3 separate regions of the Zea mays genome follow, and all the other regions are linked to region 1. Evidence: chromatin contacts called from public Hi-C data. All regions are on one chromosome and are shown on one strand. The core of a region is the stretch at or near the end of the contact, and the rest is flanking DNA. Distances in the headings are between cores, read along the strand shown. Region 1 holds the start of LOC103633393 (pentatricopeptide repeat-containing protein, mitochondrial-like). Region 2 holds the start of LOC100193774 (RNA-binding (RRM/RBD/RNP motifs) family protein). Region 3 holds the start of LOC100191698.

Region 1 (3,555 bases), core at 580-3,079:
GGTACCAAAGTCAGAGATCACAAGTTCGAATCCTGGTTAGCGCAATTAAAATAAAATAATTGTTGTTCGCTTCTATTCCACGTCTGAGACCCAAGAGAGACTCGACGTGAGGGGAGTGTTGGAACATAATATAAGTAAATTGCTCACCTCTTCCCATCAGCTTAAGCGTTTGGGTTGAATTGGTTGGTGTATGCAACTTAATAAGCTTTTGGGTTGAACTGGTTAATGCGTCCACTCTAACATGATATCAGAGCAGAAGTCTCGAGTTCGAATCCTGATAGAGGCTTTATTTGTGCCTCCACCCATTTATTTCCCCATTTGCGCCTTTCTCTCTGGCTGCACGTGAGTGGGGTGTTGAAGTGTTTAATTGGATTGCATGCCTTCTCCTATCAGCTTAAGCTTTTGAGTTGAAAAACTGGTTAGTGCGTCCACTCCAACATGCATAAAAAAGTTTTCCAATATCACCTTTGTTATATCAATGCTGCACATATTTATTTAAGAAGTAAAACTACAGATGTGTAGATAAGACCAGTTTCTGGAATTTAAAACCCAACCTAAAAGGCGCTTTATTAATAAGTATACACTATGCAATGTAAAGGATACGAGTTCTTATCAACCACACATCACAAATCCATAATATAGAGGTAGTCTGAGCAAACCAATTTTCATAGAGCCTCATGAGTGAACAATTTCCACACATCCATAAAACAAATGCAAAACCAGCCAACATCAAGCATAAGAGATAACAGTATTTCCATTTCCCATCATTATGTTTGCCAATAAGAAATATATGTAGACCATTCCATGTACCTTAGGTCAAGCTAGCAATCTATTAGCCTAACGTACCAATATCCAAAGTAAAACAGTTAACTATGCAAGTAATCATACCAGACTTGACAACAATCGTCAGAATCAACCACATCCCAGTGTCACAAAAGATAATTCAGTACTGTAATCCATAGGTTCCAACAGAAGATACTTGTATGGTTATACCATTATAGATTTATAGGTCCGCACCTAATAAAAGTGTAGTAAATAAACTAGGTAGCGGAACTGAAATCAGAATACCTCATTCAGTGCACCTAGCAACGACAATGCAGTACATAAAAGAATATCAGAATATCACACTAACCGTTCAATGAGCTTCTCGGCGCCGTAGGACTCCTTATCGGCGACCATGCTCTTGAGCACGAGGTTGTACGATGCACTGTTGGGCTCGAGCTCGAACTCGCGCATGTGATCGGCGAGATCGAGCATCTCGTGCGGTACGGCACCCGTCATGAGGTTGGCGCGGAGGTAGTGATTGAATAGGTCGACGTCGGGGTGGTTGGGCTTCCCCGTGGCGGCGTCGAGGGAGCGCACCCAGTGGTCGAACAGAAGCTTCATGTCCTCCCACCGCTGCTCCGCCATATACTTGGCAAACGTTTCCTTGAGCCCCGCGGCGTCGGGCTTATCGTAGAAGGCGGCCATGCGGTGCTGCGCTCCGAAGGAGCTGCCGGCGGCGACGGTGGGCAGAAGCGAAGAGGGCGGGTTGGCTGCGGCGGGGTTGCGCCAGTTCTGGCTGTATAAGGGGCTCCCCGTGCTGGGGTTTGGGGGGAGTGGGGCGGCGCCGGCGGGGTCGGGGGCGCCGGTGGTCGGGTCAGGAGACAGCTCCGGCTGCTGGGACAGTGCGCGGGAGGAGGAGATCGCGGCGCGGAGGAGGAGGAGGTGGGGGTTGCGGTTGTGGCGTATGAGGAGCGAGGTGGCGGCCGCCGCCGCAGCCATGGCGGCGAGGGATTAGGGTTTTAGTGGCGTGGCGGAGTGAGGGAGAAGACGGCGGCTGGTGTGATGGGATCACGAATGGAACAGCCGAGTGTCACGTTGGACTTGGAGGGTGCTTCCGTAATTTGGATACTCTGTCAATGACCATGGTCAGCATGAAAATCTAGGCCGCTCCATAAAATTCCAGATTATTTTTTACCGTAAACACACACAAAATCTGGTGTTCCGAAGAGTGTCAAAATCAAAACTTTCACGTTTGTAGCTGTACACCTTTTAAAAAATAAAGTTGTACCGTGAGAGATAGTGCCAAATACAATATTTCCAAAACCTTCTTTGAGCAACTCCATTCTCTAAATCAATAACTTAGATAGTTAACCTAAACACTCTTCTCTAACAAACTTCCTTAATTTAGCTATTTCGTATCTAACCTGATTTTCTCTTTACATTTCCCAACTCCTTACAAAACTAGCTAGGTGGTTATTCATATTTATGACTTTTTTTACGTGAATAGATTCGAAACAAAACTATAATCTATATTTTGAGAGCTATTATAGACTCGTGAAGTTATTTAGAAACTACTTGAATCTATGATTTAGTGAGTTAAAATTTACATAACTATCGGATTTGCTCTTATGGGATTATATTATGTTCAAAAAATTAAAATATCTATTCTCAAAACATTTTGAAAATAACCGAAAAAGTGGTAGGGATGAAAACGGATAATTATTCGGGTATCAAGTTTTTGATTTTTTTAAGGTGAATAAATAGGGTATAAAATATGTGAAAGGGAATTAGGCTCACACCTAGTCCCTAATTGATTTTGGTGGTTGAATTGCCCAACACAAATAATTGGACTAACTAGTTTGCCCAAGTGTATAGATTATACAGGTGTAAAAGGTTCACACTCAGCCAATAAAAAGATCAAGTTTTGGATTCAACAAAGGAGCAAAGGGTCAACCGAAGGCACCTCTGGTCGGGCACACCGGACTGTCCGGTGCACCACCGGACTGTCCGGTGCACCACCGGACTGTCCGGTGCACCACCGGACATGTCCGGTGCACCAGAGGACTCCAACTCGAACTCGCCACCTTCGGGAATTTCCAGAAGCACTCGCGCTATAATTAACCGGACTGTCCGGTGTACACCGGACAGTGTCCGGTGCTCCAAGGAAGAGCTGCCTCCGGAACTCGCCAGCCTCGGGAATTCACTTCAGCCGCTCTGTTATAATTCACCGGACTGTCCGGTGTACACCGGACTGTCCGGTGTAACAGCGGAGCAACGGCTATTTCGGCGCCAACGGCTACCTGCGACGCATTAAATGCGCGCGCAGCGCGCGCAGATGTCAGGAACGCCCATACTGGCGCACCGGACATCCAACAGTACATGTCCGGTGTGCACCGGACATCCAGGCGGGCCCAGAAGTCAGAAGCTCCAACGGTCAGAATCCAACGGCATTGGTGACGTGGCTGGGGCACCGGACATGTCCGGTGCGCCATCGAACAGACAGCCTCCACCAACGGTCAAGTTTGGTGGTTGGGGCTATAAATACCCCAACCACCCCCATATTCATTGCATCCAAGTTTTCCACTTCTCAGCCACTTACAAGAGCTAGGCATTCAATTCTAGACACACCAAAGAGATCAAATCCTCTTCAATTCCACATAAGGCTTTAGTGATTAGCGAGAGAGATTTGTCGTGTTCTTTTGAGCTCTTGCGCTTGGATTGCTTCTTTTCTTTCTCACTTGTTCTTGTGATCAACACACAATTGTAATCAAGGCAAGAGGCACCAATTGT
Region 2 (3,425 bases), core at 54-2,553, 170 kb before region 1:
GGGTGTAGATTAAATACATATCGTGCAGGATGTAAACGTTATCTTCCTCATGAAGCCTTTAAAAGTTATCTACCTAAAATCCTACATTAATCATTCTCATTTCAGATAAGACTGCACATATACATTCCCATAGAATGTATTCTAATTTCTAAGCAATGAATTTGCCAATAAACTCCCTATCAGCCTCTGAAGTACCTCGTGCGGTCTGTAAATGTTATCTACCTATGATAATCATTTCGGGCGAGACTATTTGGCAATCTGCATAACTTTTGACTTGAGGCAGAACTACATTGAATGATATTTCTATGTATTGGACATGTTCAGCCATGCATTTTAACAGCCAATGCCACAATTAAAAGCCTGAGAATTTTAGTTAGTTTTATTCCATAAACAGTAAAAGAATTTGACAGTAGATATTACATAACAAATTTCAGAGAACCTGGCAAACAATAATTGGATCGTTGAATAAGTTTTGCTACAAATAAGCTTTTTTGGATAAAAATGGGCCGTTTACCCTTGCCATGTTGAAGGATGGAAACCGTGAAAATGCTTTGGAGAGAACATCATCATTAACTTCGTTGCCTAGATCTCCACAGAACAGCCGGTAGTCGTCTGCAAATTGTTAAGAGTTGAAACACAAGGAAATGAAATAAGGGAGAAGCATAAAACAAAGGAAACTGGATTAATAGGTTATGTTGGCTGCTACTTTCGGGCCATTCAGTGAGGGTAGGATCCTCCCAGGATTGTCCGGCAGCGCGACGGGGGATGGGCTTCTTGCTGGTAGAGGGATCGGAGAGCCTGGCGTTGGCGGCGGCGACGGGGTCGAGGACGTCGCTGGTGGCGAGGGCAGCCTTGACGCTCTGCAGCGCTTCGGGGGTTATGGTCTGCGCGTCCCGCTGGAAGAGCTGATGGGCCTGATGCAGCTGTTGCTGATACTGCTGATAGCTGCTCGCCGCCATAGGCGGCGGCACCTGCGGCGGCGGCGGCTGGTGCTGCTGCAGGTGGAAAGGGAGCGGGAAGTAGCTGGCCCCCGCCGGAGCCAAAGACGACGACCCAGGAGGTGGCGGAGGAGGATTGACAGGCATGACAGCGTATCGACTCGGGACTGGCTCAGACGACGCCGCCCGCAATCAAAGCGTTAGGGTTTACTCGTCGCCCGTCAAGCGCTGCCGCCCGTGCCCTCACCCCTGCATCTATGCGCCTGCTGCCGACCTTCCGCTCGATCTTTCTGCAATGTGCGCGCCTAGGCTACGGCTACGGATCTATTTAGGTGGAGCAGAAGAAATTGGGGACGATAGGATCGGGATGGATTTCTAATTTCCCTCTGGAAACACTTTTTCAGGAGAAAATGTTTTTTTAAAAGATCTCTCACGTTTATTTTTGGGTTAGTTACACGGTTTATATTAAACGTAACTACCTATAATTTAAATACAAAAACTATATTTAATTCTCTATTAACTCTTCTAGTATTTGGTTTCTTCTACATCTATTTTTTATTTATTTAACGCCACTTAGTTTAGTTTTGTATCACGGAGGGATGCTTTTTAGACATGTATCGGATGAAAGCTTCTTCAGATTTTACGTTCTATATATATAATATAATTTTTATATCCTCTAAGATATATACTATATTTAAATATATAATAAAAAGGTATATATAAATAATTTAAAAGTATTATAATTGAAGGGAGTACTATACTATGTTTCACGCTAATTATTTTCAAAGAATTCAATTTTTGCATTAAAAAGATTTCTTTTCAGGTGTTTGGTTTTTTCGTCTCATGGATGCCACTCTTCAAAAGTCAAATAAAGTGTCATCTATGTATTAGTCATCAGTGATTATGAGAGATTTTTTTTCTTGTTTCTTAGCAAATTTACTTATGTGGTGAGGCGCTAAATGTTAGCAGCCTACTACAACTACGGTAGAGAGGAGAACCAGAGGTAGGAGATGGAAGGAGAGCAATAGTATTTTCTTCATTCTTAGCGTTCACTGTGGCCAGTCTTAGTTTTAGTACCCCTTACAGCACTCTTACACGGACCACTTGTCCGATGGATATCGACCACTGGGCCTAGGCACACGGCGGCCCAGCACTTCTTTCTCCAGCTGTTTCTGATTTCCACCGCCATCCGAACGTCTTCCTGCTCCCTCACGTGCACCATTTCCCTTGGAGCTGACATTCCCCCCTCCTTTTGAGGCTGCTTGTCCCCAAGCAGCGGCTGCTGGGAATTGACGCTGCAGAGTGATTTCATCCTCCCATGTGTCCAGCGCTTCATCACAGTCAGACCAGCGGACTAATACTTGCTCGACCTGGTGGCCGCCACGAGCAATTGAGCGCCTCTGTAACACCTGCACTGGGTAACACAAGGAAGTAGCAGCCGTTGGTGGTGTAGCACTCACCGCACAAGTGGGTTTGATATACTGTTTGAGCTGGGAGACATGGAACACCGGATGAACTGAAGAAGATTCTGGTAAACGAAGTCTGTATGCAACGGCACCCACCTTCTGCAAGACTTCGTAAGGGCCAAAATACTTGTATGAAAGCTTATGATTTGCCCGAGTAGCGACAGAGGACTGGATATACGGTTGGAGTTTCAAATATACCTTATCGCCCATCTGAAATACGCGTTCAGTTCGCTTCTTGTCAGACTGATGTTTCATCCTCTGCTGGGCACGCAGCAAGTTGTTCCTAATAATGCGCAGCATCAGCTCACGTTGTGAAAGCCAAGAACTGAGATCAGTGTGCTGCACAGAATCCTCCACTGAAAGACCGAAGTGACGAGGTGCACGCCCATAAAGAACCTCAAATGGGGAAGAGCCCAAGGATGAGTGAGAGCATGTGTTGTACCAGAACTCAGCCACGGACAACCATGAGGACCATTTTGAAGGGCAGGACTGCACAAAGCTGCGTAAAAATGTTTCCAAGCACTGATTGACCCTCTCGGTCTGGCCGTCTGTTTGCGGATGGTATGATGAACTCATCAATAGTTGAGTACCAGACAAACGAAAGATTCACGCCATAAGGAACTCGTGAAGATACGGTCACGATCCGAGACGATAGACTCTGGCATGCCATGAAGGCGGTAAACTGCGGTCATGAAGGCCTGTGCCACAGTGAGGGCGGTGAATGGGTGCCGCAATGGAATGAAATGTCCATATTTAGTGAGTCTGTCAATGACCACCAGAATGGAGTTGTAGCGGCCCGACTGCGGCAGCCCCTCAATAAAATCCAAAGAAATCGCCTGCCACGCATAGGTGGGCACGGGTAGTGGCTGTAACAGACCAGGATAACGAGACCGATCAGGCTTTGCCTGGTGACACACCTCACATGCTGCAACGAAATCCCGAATATGTTGCTTCATATGTGGCCAATAGAACAACTGTTTGACCCGAGCATACGTCACTGGGAAGCCAGAATGTCCTCCAA
Region 3 (3,649 bases), core at 741-3,240, 190 kb before region 1:
AAATCTCAGATAATCACTACTGTGTACCTTTATTTCCACACTTGCTAATTAGTTTAAGATTAGCGGTTGCGCTCGCCGACAAGGTCCAAGTCTTTCACCGTCCTCTTGCCCCGGATCTAACAGATGCACGTAAACATCTAGGAAGAAACGGGAAGTAATCAGAAAAAATAATGAACTACAATAAATTATAATGGCATACTGATAATGAAGCTTAAACGAACTGTATTGAAATGGCATAATGAGTTTCTGTCCTGATGTTCTTTCTTTTTGAGGAATTATAAAAACATTTGTTGATCCAAAACCACTTTTGGAGTGCATTTTTGTACTGAAACAGTCCATTGTCACAAACAAGGGGCTGGGTGTCCTCGTCGTTAGCCATTTGCTACAGATTCTGTAATAAAAACAAGACACAGAGACAAAAGGTAAAATCGGAGGGCGTGGAAGATCTGAGGAGGATGGGGATGGTTTTGGTGGGCTCGATTAGGGTTTCTTAAATAGAAGTTTTTGAGGATGGATGGGGAGCGCCATGAATGGCAGGGGATGCTCATAGGGAAAGGGAGGCACGGGAGGAGGTGGCAGACCTTCCATTGACGACGTGGGCGCGGGAGGAGGTGGCGGACCTTCCATTGACGGCGCGGGCGCGGGAGGAGGTGGCAGACCTTCCATTAACGGCACGGGAGGAGGTGCAGACCTTTCGTGGACTGCGGACGCGCCGCATGTGGGACGAGGAGATCTCCCCAGATAGCAGCAAGCGGGGCGAGGAGGAGGTGGCGGACGCACCATATGTGGGGCGAGGAGGAGGTGGCGGACGCGAGGCGAGGAGGAGAGCCATCGATGGCGCGAGCGTGGGATGGCCGGGCGGGGATTGCGGGAGACAGAGGACACGAACGCTGATGATGTTGGGCGGGGGCGTGGCGTGCTTCACCAAAAAAAGTGAACGCCCACTCTACCATCATAGAGTAGTAGAGATAAAATATAGAGTTCCACTCCAGCTCTATTCTAGTCCTTGGTATAACTCCAACAAAACTAAAAGAGTATACTAAAGGCTTGTTCGGTTCTCTCTCAATTCATATAGATTGAGTAAGATTAGGTAAATTTAAATCCAAGTCATTTTTTTCTTAATTTTTTCTAATCACATCTAATTCATTTGCAATGAGAAGAATTGAACAATGCCTAAGCTGTCTGTGTCTAACTTTCCCTTCCCAATACAACGAAAAATCATTCGCGAGCCGTGTTCCTGTACCCACAAGTATAGATGTCCAAACGGGCCACCCGGCACGGACCCGGCCCGAACCCGTTTCGGCCCGGTACGAATAGGACCGGGCCAGGCACGGCCCGTTGATGCTTCGGGCCGGGTCAGGCTGACCCACGTGCCTAAGGACATGCCCAAACCCGGCACGCACAGGGAAAAATCGTGCCGGGCCGGCCCGTTGGCCCGGTGGGCCTCAACGGACCGGGCCGGGCACTGACCCGAACCAACAGTAGAACGGTATATAAATACATATATTTAACAGAATTAATCATATATAATAACATATTATTTATATATATTAAGACAACAAAATATTTATGTATGTATTTTATATATGTTTGGCCACGTATTTAGTATTTACATACTATGAGAGAATTAAATGTATTTACATATTTAGTATTTACATAAATATGCAGGCCGCCGTCGGGCCGACCTATTTATCGGGCCGGGCCGGGCCAAAGCACGCGGGCCGTCGTATCTGCCCATAACCGGCCCGCTAAACGGGCCGTGCCGGTCCGGGCCCATAACCGACCGTGTCGGGCCGTATTTGGACCGGGTTAAATTCGTGCCGTGCCACGGGCCAAACGGGCGGCCCGCACTGTTTGGACATCTATACCCACAAGGCACAAATGATGCCCATGTGCACGCACGGGCCACACAGCCCAACGATCCCACGGCCCAGATTCCGTTCGTCGATCTCACCTCACAGTTGCACGGCAGTGTGCCCCAGCCGGGCTGCTTTCTCGCGCTCTTCAACCGCTGAGGCTGAGCCGCGCGCCCGCGCCGCCCTTCGTCGCCTTACCAACGACCGAAGCCACACGATGCCTCCCCGTCCCCGCCACCGCCTCCTTTTTTTTTGCTGTCACCTCTCCACCACGCCGTCTCCCGCGCCGGCCCCCGTGCCTAAGCCCACCGATCCGGCGCTGATGCTCCGCCTATGCACGATCCTATACCAGCAGCAACACGACCCCGACGACGCGCTGCGCCGCCGCCTCTCCGCGTTGCCGCTGCCCACCGCGCCCGCCGACATTCGCGAGCTCTTCCTCCAGGCCTCCTCGCGGTTCCCGCTCTCCTGGCGCCCCGTGCACCGCCTCCTCTCGCACCTTTCCACCCTCCACCGCGGCGCCGGCGCCGGCGACGGCGACGGCGACAGCGACAGCGACAGCGGAGGCGGTGGGTTCCCACACTCCCCAGCCACTGCCGCCCGCCTCCTAGACGTCTTAGCCAAGTCCGGGAACATCGACCTCCTCCACTCCACGCTCTTCTCACTGCCCCGCAGCCTCCTCTCCGCCGCGGCACTCCGCGCCGCCGTGCGAGGGCTCGCTCCCGCCCGCGAGGTCGGGAAGGTAGCCGCGCTCGTGACGCTCTTCCCCGAGTGCCACCGCGCTCGGGTCCTCACGTTCGTCACCGACGTCGCGTGCTCGGAGCCGTGCAGGCTCCCTGACGTCGCGGAAAAGGCGATCAAGCGCGCCGAGCACCGGCACGGCGTCGCGCGCACGGGCAGGTGCTGCGACCTGCTGGTCGTTGCGTACTGCCGTGCGGGGTCTCTTGCGGACGCATGCAGGGTGTGGAATGGCATGGAGAGGCGCGGCCTCGAGCCGGGTGCCGCGGCGTACCAGGAGATCGTGGTAACCATGTTCAAGAATAACCGCGTAGCCGACGCCATGAAGTTGTTCGACGGAATGCGGAGGAGCGGAGTGCGGGACAACGGAGGCGGGTGCTGCCGCGCGGTGGTGTCATGGCTGTGCAAGGAAGGGAGGGTATGGGGCGCGTACATGGTGTTGGCAGAAATGGTAAAACGAGGTCTGGAAGTGGATGGTGAGGTGCTGGGAGATTTGGTGTATGGGCTGATGTCGAGGAGAAGGGTGAGGGAAGCATACAGGGTGTTCCATGGCGTTAAGGAGAAGGAGATTGCTCTCTATCATGGATTGATGAAGGGGTTGCTGAGGATCAAACGAGCAGGGGAGGCCACTGAGGTGTTCAGGGAGATGATCACCAGGGGATGTGAACCGAACATGCACACTTACATCATGTTGCTTCAGGGGCACCTTGGGAAGAGGGGTCGGAAGGGGAGGGATCCATTGGTGAATTTTGAGAGCATATTTGTTGGTGGCTTGGTGAAAGCCGGGAGGACATTGGAGGCGACCAAGTTTGTAGAGAGGACAATGTGGGGTGGGGTAGATGTGCCGAGATTTGACTATAACAAGTTTCTGTACTATTTCTCGAATGATGAGGGAGCCGTAATGTTTGAAGAGGTCAGCAAGAGATTAAAGGAAGTTGGAGTAATTGATCTTGCAGACATTTTGTCAGCCTATGGTGAGCGCATGACCACCAGGGATAGGAGAAGGATAGCAATGAATGGACTTCTCAAATCGGTTTAGGATGGTGGTTGCCAAT

Evidence for each region. A called contact is a pair of places that touch in the nucleus more often than the background predicts.
Region 2: a Hi-C map of endosperm shows a contact between it and region 1, with 2.7 times the contacts expected there. The contact joins the promoter of LOC100193774 here to the promoter of LOC103633393 in region 1. A contact is called at or near these places in 4 of 25 Hi-C or Micro-C datasets (ear, endosperm, leaf and 1 more).
Region 3: a contact with region 1 is called in a Hi-C map of leaf, with 6 times the contacts expected there. The contact joins the promoter of LOC100191698 here to the promoter of LOC103633393 in region 1. A contact is called at or near these places in 3 of 25 Hi-C or Micro-C datasets (ear, leaf and tassel).

The regions. Positions count from the first base shown.
Region 1 is chr7:172,442,955-172,446,509 of Zm-B73-REFERENCE-NAM-5.0, reverse strand. LOC103633393 (pentatricopeptide repeat-containing protein, mitochondrial-like) reads right to left here and starts at 1,829. Exons shown (of 7, transcript NM_001346742.1): 1 at 1,133-1,829. The coding sequence starts at 1,764.
Region 2 is chr7:172,609,633-172,613,057 of Zm-B73-REFERENCE-NAM-5.0, reverse strand. LOC100193774 (RNA-binding (RRM/RBD/RNP motifs) family protein) reads right to left here and starts at 1,303. Exons shown (of 6, transcript NM_001349836.1): 1 at 707-1,303; 2 at 515-612. The coding sequence starts at 1,085.
Region 3 is chr7:172,635,647-172,639,295 of Zm-B73-REFERENCE-NAM-5.0, reverse strand. LOC100191698 reads left to right here and starts at 1,990. Exons shown (of 2, transcript NM_001137127.1): 1 at 1,990-3,649. The coding sequence starts at 2,074. The coding sequence ends at 3,633.